Linked DNA regions of Callithrix jacchus: region 2 is linked to region 1. The links are chromatin contacts, called in public Hi-C maps. All regions are on one chromosome and are shown on one strand. Each heading gives the region's core, a stretch centred on a gene start, on an enhancer-like site or on the middle of the called end of the contact. The rest is flanking DNA. Distances are from core to core; before and after follow the strand shown.

The links. A called contact is a pair of places that touch in the nucleus more often than the background predicts.
Region 2: a Hi-C map of skeletal muscle shows a contact between it and region 1, with 4 times the contacts expected there. The contact joins the enhancer-like site here to the promoter of SYNJ2 in region 1. A contact is called at or near these places in 2 of 3 Hi-C or Micro-C datasets (both in skeletal muscle).

Annotation. Positions count from the first base shown.
Region 1 is chr4:164,800,727-164,803,872 of calJac240_pri, forward strand. It overlaps SYNJ2 (synaptojanin 2), which reads left to right and starts at 1,465. Exons shown (of 28, transcript XR_013534652.1): 1 at 1,465-1,696.
Region 2 is chr4:164,887,127-164,890,272 of calJac240_pri, forward strand. It overlaps SYNJ2 (synaptojanin 2), which reads left to right. Exons shown (of 28, transcript XR_013534652.1): 14 at 1,899-1,980; 15 at 2,751-2,891. Among named protein-coding and RNA genes, the nearest start is that of SYNJ2, 87 kb to the left of the region's middle. Within about 2 kb of position 1,580, at least 3 of the 16 cell types and tissues checked have an H3K27ac peak or open chromatin away from gene starts, as enhancers often do. A contact at or near this core is called in skeletal muscle, where this site is marked.

The sequences.
Region 1 (3,146 bases), core at 215-2,714:
ATACAAGCACAATTATCTGGGACCTCAGCATTCCAGGAAGGCTCCCTGAAAGAAGTGAGCTTTGGGTCAAAAAGTGGGCCAAAGGCCAATCTGCCTCATTGAACGGGCACTGTTTTCATGAGGTAGCAATATTTCCATTTACACAGGAAGAAGCTGCTCAGACGGCTGAGGAGCTTTAGGCCTGAGATGCTGAGCACTCACGCTTGACCTGGGCGGAGTTCGTCGGCCAGGAAATGGGCTGAGGGTCAAGATAACTGAGTAATAAATAGAACAACCTACTGGGGTTGTTAGTATTTATTACCCAGTCATCACCTGAGAGGTTGTCCTCTGAGGATGGCTTGTCCGGCCATTACTGCATGTCGGAAAGGACATGGCAATGTTCTGCTTGGCTCTAGAACAAGTCCCAGAGACAAACAGTTTGGCCAGTGCAGCAGGATGGGGTGAGAGAGGAACTGAGTTTGTTTGGGGGCGATGGAAGCACCTGATGGAGGCCTCTCGGCCATCCCCACGTACCCATCACAAGAGAAGGGAATTAAGCCGCTAGACGCCCCAAAGGGTGATTCCAACTCAGCCCTAAACTCCCACCCCCACCCCACCTGCCCTGCAGCTCTAACAGGCCGGGCCTCGGTGCTAGAACCTGGAGTCAGAAGGCTGAGCCTCAGGGGATTGGGCTGCGAGGCCACACACTCTCGCGTACACGCACGGACACATGCGGGTGTTCAGGGCTGGCGGAAAGGCACTGTCACCATCTGACAGGCGAGGAAAGTGGAGCGCAGGGAAGGCAGGGTCACGTGGTGGGAGTCGTGGTCTGGTTCACAGCCCCAGGTCTCTCGGCGACAACGCACCGTTGACCCTCAACACCTCTCCCTGGCGAGGACGGTGACCGCAACAGCCTCGGAGACAGAACGCTAGTGAAAGGCAACCTTTCTCCAGCCCGCTCCACACGCCCCGCACCCGCTAAGCGCCTCCGCAAATTAACTCAGTCCTCGGCGCCCACGTAGACGCAGTTATGACCCCGCTTCACCGCAGGGAGACCAGGCACGCAGGGTCAAAAGGACTCGTCCAGGGTCGCAGGAGCCGACCACACACGGAGGCGCAGCGCCCCGGGAGGGAGCAGGCGGCGGGTCCAGCCTGGAGGACTGCCGGGCCGGCCTGCCCATATAAGGCTTCGAGCGGCCGGCATCGCGGCCAGGCTCCCGGGGGCGCCCCGCGCGGGGCATCCTCCTCCGCGGCGAGGAATGCGTGGCATCTGGGAGGCCCTTCCGCTCCACGCCCGCCCGCCGGGAGCCTCAGTCCCTGGGCGCGGCCTCACGCAGCTGCCTGGCCACTGGGGGGAGCGCGGAGCGCGGGGCCGGGAGGGAGGCGGTGGCGCGCCCTCACCTGCCCCAGCCGGGGAGGCGGGTGTGGGGAGGAGGAGGAAGGGGAGGAGGCCGGGGAGGAGCCTGGCGCGGCGGGAGCGGCGGCGCAAAGTGAAACTCTGGGAAGTTGCGGGCGCACGGGGAACTGTCGCTGGCATCGCGCCCTCGGGGGTACGCGGCCCCGGCCCCCGCCGCAGCGGGCCCGGCGCCGATGGCCCTGAGCAAAGGGCTGCGGCTGCTGGGGCGCCTGGGGGCAGCGGGGGACTGCAGTGTACTGCTGGAGGCGCGCGGCCGCGGCGACTGCCTGCTGTTCGAGGCCGGCACGGTGGCCACGCTGGGTGAGTCCGGCCCGGAGGCGAGGGCGCCCGCCTTCTCCCAGCTTTGGGAAGACGGGTACCCCCTTTCCCGAGGGAATCGGGCGGCGCGGGGACTACCGGGGCGTGGGAGTCGCGGGCAGAGGGGTGGCTTTTTGAATGAACTGGGGCTGGGGACTCTGGAGAGCACTCCGGCTGGGCGTGGCGCACGGAGGCCGACCGCCCCTCCTCGGGGATCTCCGGTCCCCGCGGCAGCAGGATGTGGTTGTTGGAGAGCCGGCTGGAGCGCTTTGCGTATTCTCGAGAATCCCGGCGTGGGGCGGGGGTTGACTTGGGAGCCGGCCTGACCTTGTGCCTGGCGCCTTTTCTTTGGCACCTGTTGATGAAACCAGCGATTGCCCTTTGGTTTGTGTCGGCGGCGCCACTCCTGGATTGGATGGGGACCAAAGCCCCAGAACATAGGCTCTGGAGAAACTGCTGATGGCACCTTTGTCCCACGTAAATACTTGGTCGAGAGGCATGGGTACTGCAATGTATTGAACTTGTGAGCAAATTTACCGTGACTCTACCTTTATGCTGTGTTAGATCCTGTAAGCCAGCGAATTTCACCTATGGACTTCAGAAGCCTTGAAACTGGCATTGTGCTACGTATGGGGTTTAGAACATTATCTCACTTAATTTTCACAATTCTACTAAAGAGCTATTATTGCCCCCATTTTGCAGATGAGCCAACTGAGGCTCGAAGAGGCTAAGAAAGTTGCTTGCTAAGGTGACACCGTCCACCTGACTTTCATGTGGCTGTTTCTATAACATCATTCAATGCGTGGCTTCCTGGTATCGCTAACCTCCTGGGTCCCTTGTTTTGTGCTAACCATTATAAGGAAAGCCTGGGTAGCAGCAAAGCACGTGAAACCAGACCTGATTGTTAGACTTGTAAATGTGGACACGGGAGAGTAGGCGCCCACCAGTAGGCGTCCAGCTGTAGCAGTTTCCCGGTATTCCGAACTAAACAAGGTGCAGCGCGGGGTAACGTGCACTTGAGGTGGTCGCAAATGCAGCAGGCAGTCACGGCTCGCAGATGCCTCTAGCCTTGTTTTCACGTTTATATGCACCGACTCCAGTTCAGATGTATGTCTTGGAAGGACTATCTCTTTCTGATTCCCTGATCGTTTCATTAACATGCATTTGTCCAGCTTGTTCTCAGTCACGTGATTACTAAAACAATGTCTCCACTATTCTCCGCATCAAAGGTGTGCAGCGAATTGTAGACTAAGTTATTTTCGGATCATTCCAATTTGTGCTGTCCTGCAGAGTCTAAGTTTGGTCGTTCGGTATGGCCTTGAAAAAAAACCACAGAAGTTTCCATTCCATTTTAGATGTCTACTTCATGCCACGTTTATCAGAAGCGAAAGATTAATTTCACGGTACAAAACTACTGTTTCTTCAAAGAGATTAAAATGTCCTTCAGTTGGAT
Region 2 (3,146 bases), core at 330-2,829, 87 kb after region 1:
CCTTCAGTGACCATAGTCTTGTGGAGTTGCATCTTTGGTGTTTTTTCTCCTCACAGTGTTTAAATAGTACCGTGGTCTGACTCTCAAGAATGCTGCCTTGAAAATAACTGACTTTTTTCTTTTCCCCAATGTTGAGAAGAGTTAGCAGCGAGTGAATCTCTCTTTTCTGTTTGCATACGGCAATGGTGAAGTCCTGGGCTTTGATCAGTAGCATCTTTCTGTCACCAGGCGGAGGGTGTGGCTTCTCGAGCCATGTGACTGTAAGGATGGGAGCCAGGCCTGCCTTCAGTGTTTTTTGTTTTGTTTTGTTTTGAGATGAGTGTCACTGTTGTCACCCAGGCTGGAGTGCAGTGGCGCAATCTCAGCTCACTGCAACCTCCTCCTCCCAGGTTCAAGCGATTCTCCTGCCTCAGCCTCCTTAGTAGCTGGGATTACAGGCACACACCACCAGGCCCAACTAGTTTTGGTATTTTCAGTAGAGACGGGGTTTCGCCATGTTGGCCAGGCTGGTCTCAAACTCCTGACCTCAGGCAATCCACCTGCCTCGACCTCCCAAAGTTGGGAGTGTGAGCAACTACACCCAGCCCTGCCTGCAGTGTTGATATTGACCAAGAATGGCTCATCCCTGCCTCTCATTAAACCAGTTCTATTCATCTGCTTTAAGTAGTCACAAAACAATTCATGTGCTTTTTAAGAATAAAATAATTCCGAGTGTCAACACCTCACCTTTTATATAATGAGATACACTGTTGAATGGCCCCAGAACTTAAGACCCAAATAAGTGATTCTTGTTCCATCAGCGTTGACTCGGGCTTTTTTTTTTTTTTGCTTCCTTGGACTTAGGAAGAGACTTGTGGTTCAGTTTTTAGCCTGCTGGTGAGTGACCTGTGGTCTAGCTGACATGTGGTGGGCCATGTGTACATTTGTGCCCCACAGCTGCCTGGGTGGTACCCAGAGTCCCATCCCATCCCTTCCTCTGCACGTGCCATCCGTGCCTTACTTTCTGCCTCCAAGGGCAGGTAGCAGAGTCCACCCTGCAGAGCCACTGGGGCTCTCCATGTCAGGGGTAGCCTGGGTTGGTGCTTGCAGTGCCTCCAGAAGCCATTCAGGATGCCCTCCGGCAGAGTCCCATCGACACGGAGAGTGCTTGGCACAGCCATAGCTCAGCAGCCATTCCTCCCGATGCTAACGTGACTCCTTTTCCCTGCAGGAAGGCGTGCGTGTTTGTAGCAAGCTGGCTGGTATTTTGCAGGGGATCTTTTTGGGGTAGACACTAGCGCACTCCCCCGCAGTCCCACTAGAGATGCACCAGGTTCCAGACAAGGAAGGTGCTATGGTGACTGTTGCCGAGCAGATCCACAGGGGGACGGGGATTGTTTTCTTTAAAAAATAATAATAATAAAGCTTTAAGTCAGGGACACTAGAGGTTCCAGGTTGCCCATTGTGGCCAACAGAGAAGGAAGTGGATGGCCTGCCTGACCTCTTGCTGGCCTCTCGCTGACAGAGGCCACGTCCTCCTGGCAGGAGCCGGGGGAGGCGGGCATTTCACTTTCTGCAGCAGCTGGAGCCGTGGCTGGGCTTGGTGGCTCAGAGCCTGGATGTCAGAGGTCGTGACTGGAGAGATTCAGTCGACAGCTACAGGGTTATATGAAACTCTGACCTCCTTTGTTCAAAGGGAACAGACAGAATGGATGGAGCCCTCGGGCTCACTGCTGCGTTGAAGCCAAGCATTACTGAAGTAGGTTCCGCCGGCAGTTCCCAGCAGCAGTAGCAGCCCCCTGGAGCTGGACTCAGGCAGTGGACAGCGTGGCTCTGAAGAGGGGACCCGGGAACCCCATGAATTCGTAACACAGGACATGGCAGTTCTGACCTCTGTCATCTCTTGCCTTGCTCCCCAGATGACAGCAGCCCAGCTGACATATTTGCTGTGGGGTTTGAAGAGATGGTGGAGCTGAGTGCAGGGAATATTGTCAATGCCAGGTAAGGGGCAGGGGTGCGGGCTGGGCAGGACCTGACTCAGATGCCTGGCTGGGAACAGAGCCTCTGAGACTCTTCCTGGAGCCAGCCTGCTTCTGAGCTGGCTAAGCTGTAGTCCAGTCCTGGCTGTGTGAGGATCTCTCACCTGGCTCTGTCTGTAACCACGTGTGCACCGCCCTGTTCTTTCCCTGCTGTTTAAGGAAGTAGAAGGAAGGGCTGATGGTTGCTGTGTTTTCTCTGTGGTGCTCTGGCCTCGGCCACTTGAGGCTGATTTATGCTGCCAGAGGGAGCTGGCATGTGTGGACCTGGGGTACAGGGGCGGGGCACAGGACCTGGGGCACAGAGACTGGGAGAGTGGCTGACTCATGTTTCCTGGGGAGAGGTGAGAAAGCAGAGTGCCGGGACGCGGTACTTCCCTCCTTCACACCAGGGCGAAGGGAAGAATCAAATCCACTGGATTTGTATTTGATATGAAGTCAACTGGACATTCCACCACCCCCTCAACCCTGCCAAACTGGCCTGGCTGTTATTTCAAGGAACTTTCTGAACAAATAAATAAGATGGACTCTGTGGGGCTGCTGTGATGTATGAGACGCAACCAGAAATACCCAGATCCTCTGGTAGAACAGGGAAAGCATGACACTGATATTGGGGTGCTGGCAGTGTGACGTCGGTTCTGCACATGGAACGGGCCTGGGCTGGAGCATTTGGCAGGTGGGAGATGGCACTTCAGACACCTGGAAACAGCATTCTCCTTTCCTTTTCTCTTCCAGTACCACCAACAGGAAGATGTGGGGGGAGCAGCTTCAGAAAGCCATATCACGCTCGCACAGGTACATTCTGCTGACTTCGGCGCAGCTGGTGGGCGTCTGTCTTTACATCTTTGTGCGTCCCTACCATGTCCCGTTCATCAGGTAAGAACATCTGGTGTATACACATCTGGGCAACAAAGGCTTGTCAGCCTCTGGGTTTAATTATTTGACTTCCTCCTCCTCCCCTGTCCCCTCTGTAGCAGGAATTGGGACTTGCCATTATTTTAGATAAATGTAGCAAAACCCCCTAGGAAAAACTGAGCTGAATAGAATATTGTCTAACAATTAAAAAGCCATCATGGGAAACGTCTACCTTGGGAAGCTGAAGTCTTAGAGTGTTACATGATTGTCATCGTC